2 separate regions of the Arachis hypogaea genome follow, and region 2 is linked to region 1. A link is a contact called in public Hi-C data. All regions are on one chromosome and are shown on one strand. Each heading gives the region's core, a stretch centred on a gene start, on an enhancer-like site or on the middle of the called end of the contact. The rest is flanking DNA. Distances are from core to core; before and after follow the strand shown. Region 1 holds the start of LOC112790805. Region 2 holds the start of LOC112790809.

What was found. A called contact is a pair of places that touch in the nucleus more often than the background predicts.
Region 2: a Hi-C map of leaf shows a contact between it and region 1, with 2.6 times the contacts expected there. The contact joins the promoter of LOC112790809 here to the promoter of LOC112790805 in region 1. A contact is called at or near these places in 2 of 8 Hi-C or Micro-C datasets (both in leaf).

Annotation. Positions count from the first base shown.
Region 1 is chr3:100,624,234-100,629,648 of arahy.Tifrunner.gnm2.J5K5, reverse strand. It overlaps LOC112790805, which reads left to right and starts at 2,665. Exons shown (of 2, transcript XM_025833376.3): 1 at 2,665-3,559; 2 at 3,667-3,913. The coding sequence starts at 2,789. The coding sequence ends at 3,678.
Region 2 is chr3:100,824,084-100,829,498 of arahy.Tifrunner.gnm2.J5K5, reverse strand. LOC112790809 reads left to right here and starts at 2,737. Exons shown (of 3, transcript XM_025833379.3): 1 at 2,737-3,353; 2 at 3,433-3,450; 3 at 3,521-3,978. The coding sequence starts at 2,951. The coding sequence ends at 3,711. It overlaps LOC112790808 (probable WRKY transcription factor 41), which reads right to left. Exons shown (of 3, transcript XM_025833378.3): 1 at 5,063-5,415; 2 at 4,830-4,958; 3 at 3,924-4,733. The coding sequence starts at 5,382. The coding sequence ends at 4,082. It also overlaps the pseudogene LOC140183535.

The sequences.
Region 1 (5,415 bases), core at 1,416-3,915:
TATTTCATCAATTTGTTGCTTAATTTAACAAGCCCTCTCATAATTAGTACAACTTTAAAGTAGAATTTTGCAAATTTATATATTTTATGTACGGCACTAATATAGGCCATTAAATTAGAATATTCTTTTCTAGTCTTTTACACTTTGTTTGAATGGAAGATGGAGAATGAGAGGAAAGAAAATGAAAGGAAAGAAAATAGAAGGAAAGAAAATGAAAGAAAAAGTTATTTTTTTTTATGTTATTTGGATGAAGAGAAAATGAATGGAAAGAATGTAAGGGAAAATTTTTTCTTTGTTTAGATGAGAAAAAAAATAAAAAAAGAGAAAATCATAAACAAGTGAAATTATAGTAATACCCTTCTTTATATTATATATAAATTACAATATATCGACGTATTTAAATTATTTCTAAAATAAAAAAAAGTGATCCCAATTACATTTAAAAATTTTAAAGTGTTATTTTTATGAACAATAATATTTTTTTAAATTTATTCTTTTCTGTTGTCTTTTAATGTCGTAAATAAAAATATATATTATTCTTTTTAAATATATATAAATAAATAATTTCCTAAAAAAATCATAAAAATTACTCTACACCATTAATCATATTTCTTTTCATACGTACTTTTTCATTTTTCTTTCATTTTTTTTATTGGTCCAAACGAAAAAAAATCAAATTTTTCATCCCTTTTTTTCTCGCCTATTTTCTTTTTTTCCAAAATCATCTCATCCAAACAAAGTGTAAAAATCAGTTTCAAATTTTTCCACCTTAAACGATTTCTATATTGATTGTACTGTCATATCTAAACTTATTTTAAAATAGTATTGGAGAACGAATTCTATAATATAATTTTAACTAATATTATAATAAATTGTAGAACAATTCTATTATAAAACTTTTTATAAATAGATTTATGTTAAATTTAAATTTTAAATATTTTTTAAGTGTTTATTTTGGTACGATAATTAATTAATACATATTTGTACGATTAAAAACTTAGAGAAATAAAAAAAATACTACATAGACTATATTATCTTGATAAGTATTTATTTTTAATTTTTTAAAAAGATATTATATCACCATATATATTAAAATATCTTTATAAATAATTATAAAAAAATATATCTTTTAAAATAATTTTGTTAAAAAATTAAATATTTTTTTATTAGTGTGAAAAAATATCCTTATATAATAAAAAAATTAAAATAAAATATTATTGATAAAAAAATATTGTTGTTCATTGTTCACCATCATCTTTTTAGGTTAGCGCGGTTGTGACCGGTGTTGATGGCATTGCTACTGTCGAGAACGCATTCGCGGGCATGTCGGAGGTGAAGGATTGTGCTGGGAAGAAATAGTCGTGCACGTTGGCGGCAGATGAAGATGGAAGACAAAAGACGATTAATCTAATTATTTGAATTTTTTAATTTTATAGGAATACTTTTGTCATATTAATAAGAAAGGATTATTTAGTTTTTTAACAAAAATATTTAAAAGGATATATTTATTTTTTTATAATTATTAGTAAGAATATTTCAATATATCTAGTGGTATAATATTTAAAAAAATTAAAGATAAATGATAATTAAATTAATTTATATGACATTTTTGTATTCATCTAATTTTTTTATCGGTTTGAATGTTGATACGTATTAATTAATTATGTATGGAAACAAGCATCTTTTTTTATTTAGATTTAAATTATAAAATTTTAAATATTTTTTTATATTAGATGTTTAAGACTTTCTCATTATTTTATTCTTTGGAAGGAAATTAATTTGGCACATATTCGGTGGGCAGAAATGAAGTGATGATGAAAAAAAAAGTAGGCAAAAAAGTAAGGACATGATAGAATACAATAAAAAAGATACTCAACCTTATTAGTTTGTATATTAAATTGAAGAGAAAATTTCGCTCTTTTTTTTAAAAGGTGTTAAAATAATATTTTTTATTTGTAAATTGTATATATTTTTTTCTTATAACTTTTAGAAGCCTCTCTTCGTTCCATTTAAAATTTTTTATGTTAATTAATATTAATTTTATTTATTTTAAAAAAATCAATTATGTTTATAAAAATATTTTTTAATAAAAATTTTATTTTTTTGCGATTAAATTTTGTTCACCAAAATATCCTTTAACAAATTATTTTTTTATTAATTAAATTGTATTATTTCCAAAATATGTTTTAAAATTTTTTTAATAATTAAATTATTTTTTCTTAAAATACTCTTCAATAAATTTTTTAAATGGGTAAAAAATAAATTTTTATTAAAGAATATTTTTATAGAAAAATAATTTATTTTTTTTAAAATGGGTAAAATTAATGTTAATTATCACAAAAAATTTAAAATAAATTAAAGAATAAGTTTTTTAAAAATTATAAAAGAGGAGAGTATATATTTTATAAATAAAAAATATCATTTTAATATCTCTAATTTTTTTTAAATTTAATCGTCAAAATTAATTATTAAAATAAAATATGTATTAATATATATATATATATATATTAAAATATATAATAATTAATTTTATTAGTTGATTTTAATATATAAATAATATTTTTTAAAAGATACTTGTATTATTGTTGGACTAATCAGAGAGAAAAAAAAAAAGGGAGATTCCTGAGTATAATTATTAGATTACATAGAGGTAGGGATAGAGATCGGAAACAAAACCCGATGAGCAATCCCTGCCTATAAATACATATTAAGACCCTCGTTCAAAAATCACAAGCAACCAGCCAACTAAACAAACAAGTAATCACTACACAGCAATAAGCTTTTAGCCATGACCTCAGTTCAGTGCTACAAAACATGCCAAGAAACCTGCTACCAGCAGAAGACCCAATCATCCATTGGGCAAAAGGTTTCTGAGATGTGTTCAAAGGCCACCACAATGGTGCCAGTTGCCACCCATGCCCAGCAACACTGCCATGGTAGCAGCAACCACCACATTGGAGCCACCCAAACCCATACCATTTCCCAATGCCATGGTGGCAGCCACCACAGTGGATGCTCCCATTTCCATGCCCATACCCAAGGCTATGGTGCTGCTAACCACCATAGCAATGGAGCAGGCTATGGTGGTAGCCTCCACAAAGGATGCACCCAATCCCACACCCATACCCAAGCCTGTGGCGGTGCTAACCACCTCAACAATGGAGGAGGCTATGGTGGTAGCCTCCACAAAGGATGCACCCAATCCCATACCCATACCCAAGCCTGTGGCGGTGCTAACTACCACAACAATGGGGGAATCCAATCCCAATGCCATGGCAGCAACAAAACCAACATGACATCCCACAGTGGAGGAGGGTATGTTGCGACCAACAAAACCACTGAAACTGATTACTACCACAGCCAGACAAAGACCACCGCGAATAGCGGCAGCGGGAGGTGCAGTAATGGAAGAAGCAAGAAGGAGCACAAGAGCAGGGGCATGTTCCAGAAGATCAAGGATGGGTTGTCCGGCCGCAACAGCGATTGCAGCAGCAGCGAGAGTGACAGCAGTGAGAGTGACAGCGACAACGAAAACAACTGCGGCAGGAGGAGCAGGAAGGCATGTTCTATATAACTAACTAACTAAATCTTTCTCCTGACATTACACATTTGAAATTCAATGTCCATTATTGGTTTAATTAATTTGAATTGTGTGTGTGTATGCAGAATTGCAATTAAGCAGTAAGCACCAGCTCTGATTCTTCATCACAGCTCCTATGATGTCAAGTGTGTGTGTGGCCACTGGCCACTGCTCAGAATAAATAAAATATCCTAATTTAAAATAAATAAATAAATAAAAGTGATGTACTTTGATTATGTATGGTGTGACTCCGAGATTGAGACCTAAATGCATTGTGTGCTTGCTCGATCTCCTTATTACTACTATCAATAAAACTGTTTGAATTCTCTCGCATCTCATGCCTCTCGCGTTTGCCTATAGTTTTATCACCAGAACAAACGAATCGTATAATTTATTCATCGATTTTCCATTACCTACGTTTTTTCTTTCCTTTACCAAACACGCTCTTAGTTTATCACCCGCGGTATCTTTGCCCAGTGAAGAGTTCACCTCTCAAACCAATATGCGCTGTTTCTCTTTAACTTATCCATTATTTAATGGAGGGATATTGATGCACCACTGAGTCATCATAACTAATGTAATTCTGTCAGATGGAATTAACCTTCAACTAGAAAACAAAACCTTTTTGCAACATCTAAATGCTAAAAAAAATAAAAAATAAAAAACAGTAAAAACTTATTTTATTTAGTATTTATTAGTTATTATAATAATTAATAAATATTAAATAAACAAATTTTAATTATCTTTTATTATTTTTGTTTTGTTATCAAGCATTTTCGTTTTTGTCCTAAAATTCTGATTTGATCTCCCAACTTTTTTTTTTTTTTTTGTATCTTGATCTCCCAACTTTAACACTCGGTCACTCGCAGTAAAATTGCATATCTTTGTTCAGTAAAAACAAAATTCGTTAAATCACGCAATCACCTATTATAAAGGTTAATTGAACCATAGATTATTACATATCTGTATCTTTTAGATAACGATATATGTTTTCCCAACTGGTGTGTGTATACATTATTTTCCAAGTTATATATGTTCTTTTTTGCGAGCGGCTCTTGTTCTTCGAATAAGACAAAAAGATCTCTGGACAACAACCTCTTAATCATTTGAAAATACAACAAAAATAATTAATAAATACTATATTTTCTACAAATGATAAAACAAAATTTCGTATTTAATAAACAGCTTATTCATTTAGTCTAAATTTTTGTAACAATATTTATATAAATATTTAAAAAGTATATAAAAAAATTCAAAAAAAATTGATCTCCAAATTTTTTTTAAAACAATTTGATCGTTCATAATAAAAAAATTAAAAAAATTCACTTGATATAAAATGATTAAATTTTAAAAATAAAAAGATTTTATTTTTCTAAAAATACTTTAAAAATGTATTAAAATTTGTTCTCTAAAATTATTGTTTTAAAATATTTATTTGATATTTAATTCTTTTTGTCACGTTTTAAAATTTTTTAAAAGTTTATTTATCGTTAACATCTTTTAAAAAATTTTTTATCAGTAAATTTTTTAGTATCATTTAATAATCTATTCCTTTTTTAAAAATTATTACTAATAAACTCGATTACTTTGTGCACAACTAAAAGTGCGCTACTGCTTCTACATTCTCATGCATATTAAAGAACTACAGTTAAAAATAAAATAAAATAAGAACGAAAGAAAGAAAAGCAAAGAAAATAACCATAAAAAGAAAAAGAACCACGGATATAACAAGAGATGTGGTGTGTGGTTAGATTAAAGTTTGCAAAAGGAGTTTGTAGATTAAAGTTTGTAAAAAGAGTTTGCACCAAATTAATTTTTTAAATTTGATTTTGATG
Region 2 (5,415 bases), core at 1,488-3,987, 200 kb before region 1:
CTTTTTTTTACTTTTCACTACTCTTTAAAAGCCTAGCAAAATCTTAATTTTCTTGTAGTGGCTCTGTTGCATCCGCGGAAAGGTTTCTCCCTCAATCATTCGACATTTCTCAATTCTCAATAAAACCCATCTATTAACTTGAAAGAATAATATATCAAGAAAAAGAAGCAAATAGTGCATGCCATGTTGCAATTACATTTACAAAAGGTGTACAGTGCTGTGATTAACAAAATACAACAATATATGATGGATATTATCTAAAGTTCAGTGTGTTCAACAAAATTCAATGTCATGTAATGTAAGAGTCATATTATGGTGAAGATTATTTTTTAATAATAAACGAAAATTATATAATACATATTTTTTAAAAAATTTAATTACAACTATCAGTTTCTCATTTTTTACTCAACTTTGTTATTCTTTAAAATAATTTCCTTACTAGAAAAATTACTTTTTAATTTGGTGCATGTTAGAATGCTTATATTATAGTAACTATAGTACTACGATATCTTAAAAGATATGCCTAAAATTATAATACTTTTTATTTAACAATATTCTTTAATTAAAAAAAAAGTGTTAGCAGAGTCGCAGATAGGGGTGTACGCGGATCGGATCGAGTCGGATATGGCTGAAAATTCGATTCGATCCACACAATTTCCATCGAATTGGATCGGATATAAAATCCGCATTTTTTAGTGTCGGATATCGAATATAGGATATATCCACATAATTGAACCTTCTCTTTTTAATTATATTTCTATATAAAAAATCAATAAAATTATTTCTTTCACACTTTTAAACTGACTTATTCCTAAAATATTTTTAATCAATTTTTTTCTAAATAACAAAAATAAAATAATACAATACATAAATAATAATTACTAATTAAAACATACAAACAAATAAATATAATACCATATATATATATATATATATAGAATTTGCCTTTTAACTTTTTATTTTTTTTATTTGCACTAAGGTGGAAGGCTAACGACAAATTTTTCGAATATTGCAAAGGCACAAAGTGGACAACTTTCTTAAACAAGTAAGCTCCATTTCTATCCTTTATTAAACCGAGAAAAAATGGTTAAGGTACACAGATCCTGGTCAGTCTGTGCCAACTGCCAACTTGTGCTGGTTTTGCCATTTAATTTTATTATGAGTAATACCCCAAATAGGTCCCCAAGAAATTTACCATCCGACAGTTTTGTCCCCCACAAAATTTAACTAAAATTTCGATCCTGAAATTCTCAGATATCCCCCAGATACGTCCTCAAAACCGTTTGATCCGGTTAAAGTGGTGACGTGTCAGGTTAACTGTGACATGTCACCTTTAGGACATTTTGGTCCCCATCCACGCTGGACAAAACGACATCGTTTCGGGAAGGACAAATTCGTTCCCACTTAGACAGAGAATGCAAACGGTGCCGTTTTCATGGTGGGGACCTATTTGCTTTATAATAGTATCTTAGGGGACCTATTTGACCTATAATTCGTGATGTTAAAAGAAGCTATATTTACTTCAACGCAAACCTTAAAAACACATTGACATTGGTCCGTTCATTTATCAAAATAGTAACATAAACCTGAGAACCCAAACATGTTAACCACACAAATATTTGGCTTCAATAGCAATACAAACCAAATCAAGTCAAAAGAAGGTTTATTTTCTTCAACATAAACTAAACGAAACCATTCTAAACAACATAACGTCTTCTTCCTCTAACATAATAAAAGGTGGTAACATAACTAAGACAACAACTTTCACACTAATTCTTAGAAGCATCATTTCTTGAAAGAATGGTTCAACCCTCGTGTTGGAATGAATTTGAACAACTTAAATACTATGTCACTAGTTGCAATTGATATTGTCTCAGCACTAACACTCTCCGAATTCTCGGTCATAATTACTGTCTCTTTTGGACGTCTAAAAGAAAGATGAGCTTGGAATAAACAATATTGTTATCACCATGTTTCAGCAATACTGTTTATTCCAAACTCAGCTTTCTTTTAGACATCCAAAGGAGACAATAATTAAGGCAAAGAATTTGGGGAGTGTTAGTGTTGAGACAATATCAGCTGTAACCAGTGGCACAGTATCTAAGTTGTTCAAATTCATTCCAACATGAGGGTTGAACCAGTCTTTTAAAAATGATGCTTCTAAGAATTAGTGTGAAAATTGTTGTCTTAGTTATGTTACCACCTTTTTCATATTGGAGGAAGAAGACGTTATGTTGTTTAGAATAGTTTCATTTAGTTTATGTTGAAGAAAATAAACCTTCTTTTGACTTGATTTGGTTTGTGTTGCTATTAAAGTCAAATATTTGTGTGGTTAACATGTTTGGGTTCTCAGATTTATGTTACAATTTTGATAAATGACCAATGTCAATGTGTTTTTAAGGTTTGCGTTGAAGTAAATATAACTTCTTTTAACATCACAAATTATAGGTCAAATAGGTCCCCTAAGATACTATTATAAGGTAAATAGGTCTCCACATGAAAACGGCGCCGTTTGCATTCTCTGTCTAAGTGGAGACGAATTTGTCCTCCCCGAAACGACGTCGTTTGCCCCTGATTCCAATACGACGTCGTTTTGTCCAGCGTGAATGGGGACCAAAATGTCCTAAAGGTGATATGTTACAGTTAACCTGATACGTCACCATTTTAACTGGATCAAACGGTTTTGGAGATGTATCTGACAGATATCTGAAAACCTCGTGGTCGAAATCTTAGTTAAATTTCTTGGGACCTATTTGGATTAATCTTTTATTATTGTTGTGGTTGAACTGTTGGAGTCATCTAAAAAGTAGGCCCACATACTTAAACAGTTAAACGAAGGAAAGCCCATTAGGCCCGTTGTAGAATTGGAGTTGGACTGATGAAGCCCGTTTCGGAAAATGTGGCGTGAAGAGATGAGACGAAGCGAGTGGACAGAGGAGTGAGGAGGAAGATGTACGACATGAAGATGGCAGCAGGTGGCGGTTCTACCATCGGGTTGCCTTCTTCATCACTTGTTGGTGGATCCCCAAAGTTTATGTTCCGTCCGTCCTCAAGTTTTCAATCTCACTTGGCTTCTCCCTCCTGTGAACGAAAACTCAACAGTTACAGTTACAGCTACAGCTACAGCTACTGGGTTTGCAGGACGAAGAGAGGAAGAGGGATGGTGAGGGGGTTGCCGTTCCCTGTAGATCCATGGGCGCCCTCCATTGACTCACAGAGCATTGCTTCCCAGCTGTTCGCATTCTCCCTCTTCCCATATATAGCCTTTCTCTACTTCATTACCAAGTCCAAGACTTCCCCTAACCTCACCCTCTTCGGCTTCTACTTCTTGCTCGCCTTCGTCGGAGCCACTAGTTAGTTTCCCTTCCTTTCACATCTCTTCTTTTATGCTTCCGATTTCAATTATTTAACCACCTCCATTCCATTCTGCAGTACCAGCTGGGATTTACGGTAAGTTTCATTTCACTTCCTAAACATACATACATACATATATTAAGCTCTCTGATGATTTTTCTGACAGCAAAGGTGCAGTATGGGACTTCACTCTCCAACGTGGATTGGTTGCATGGCGGGGCTGAGTCGCTTCTCACTCTAACTAACTTGTTCATTGTCTTGGGACTCCGACAGGCTCTCAGGAGCGCATCCAAATCCAATTCTCAACAAAACACGCCAGATTTCAAAGATAACAAAAGTCGCTTCGAGGACCTTTGATATGCTTCAACCCTCTTGGCATTAAAGAAATATGCCGATTTGTACCATTCTGCATATATTGATATAAATCTTCAACTTTCCCAAGCTCTCTTCGACTTTCCATATTTTTATATTTAAAAAATAGATAAATTGAGATGATGTAATCATGTAACTTAATTTGCCCTATTTAATCATTCAGTCTCCATGCCCTTCTGTATAGATTTAGTATTATATGTTGTAACGTGCAAATTTGAAGCATTTATTTATTTGAAGGAAAATTCTGCTCAAGAGTGCCAACTCTGAGTTTCTAACATTAACTACAAAAGACAGTTCTAAGTTCTAACCATTTCTGGCTCATTGTTTTACAAGTCTACAATTGCCTCAAGTGCTCCTAGATGTTCTTGTTGTTAAGGGCTCTAGGAGAAAAATCCAGGGTATTGGGAGGGAAATTTGGATCAATTTCCACTGGATCAAGTGAGAAATTGAACTCCGGAACTGGAGAATTGGTGGTGGATGTGTTGGTGGAAATGATCTCAGTAATATCTGATTCTGAAAGTGGCCTATTATAGATCCCATCAAGCTCATTCATCTGGAAAGACGTAGATGGCAGGTATTTAAATTCTTGCATGTTTGGATATAATAAGTGAGTTTGGAAATGACTGCTCAAGAAGGATTCGTTCTCCAGGGCTGAAGGAATCAAGCTGTAGCTTTCTTGTGCCATGCTTCCAAATGAAGTTGAAGGGAAAGTGAAAGGATATTCCATCTCTCCATTTGCCACCATATCTCTTTTAACTGTCATAATGGTCCCGAAAGTTGTCAGGCTTTCTTCTGATGTTTGTCTATGCTGAATTTCGTTACTATGACATTGCAGTTGCTCATGTTTGTCTGGCGATTTCGGTTGCGGAACAGCCTTGTTTCCCTGAGAACAGGTATGCCTTCCTTTGTAAGTTATGTCAAATATGGTAGGATCTTCGTCTGATCTCTGTACTTGCTTCGTGGCCCAGCACCCCTGAGTGTTCCGGAAGGTGCACCTATAATAACTTCTGCAAATGTCAAAATAGATACAGGTAAATCCATTGTTTATACATAAGAATTCTTGTGAAACTTGTCTCAAGCAGGATAAGGGAAATTCCTCACACCTGGGATATTTGGCACCAAGGATATCTTTCTGTCCATATTTTCTCCAGTTGTAACCATCTTCATGTGGTCCTTCAAGGCCACTCTCAAAGCTCACTCTCACTTGATCTACCCATTTGGCCATTGTCTTTCTGCAACAGAGTTTCAAAAAATTTATAGCAGTGTTAGTATAATTTATTAGACATAGCACATAGCTGATGTTTTCGTGGCAGAAAACTGCTCTTGCGAAATTTACCTTTTCTTTGAATCGTGTTTAAACTCTTGATTATGATTGTCCTCCCTCAGAGGACTTGCGCTGATAGATATTGGTGACTCTGAAAACAAGGTTGCTGTTGCTGTTGCTTGACTCATGTTCTGAGACTTGGAAGTTGATGCATTCCATCTTAGAATTAGCAGAGCTTTTTCATACGACGATAATATCCTCTGCAGCAACAAATCTTTTGTGTCAGCTGAATATGTCGCATTCATGTCTTCCTTCAACCTTCTTGCTACCTCCATCCCCTGAACTAGCTCGTTGATGAGTATGTTCTGCTCCCAGCGCCCGTCATTTTCCATTGTTGTAGTGTTTATCACCTTAACAAGATCAAG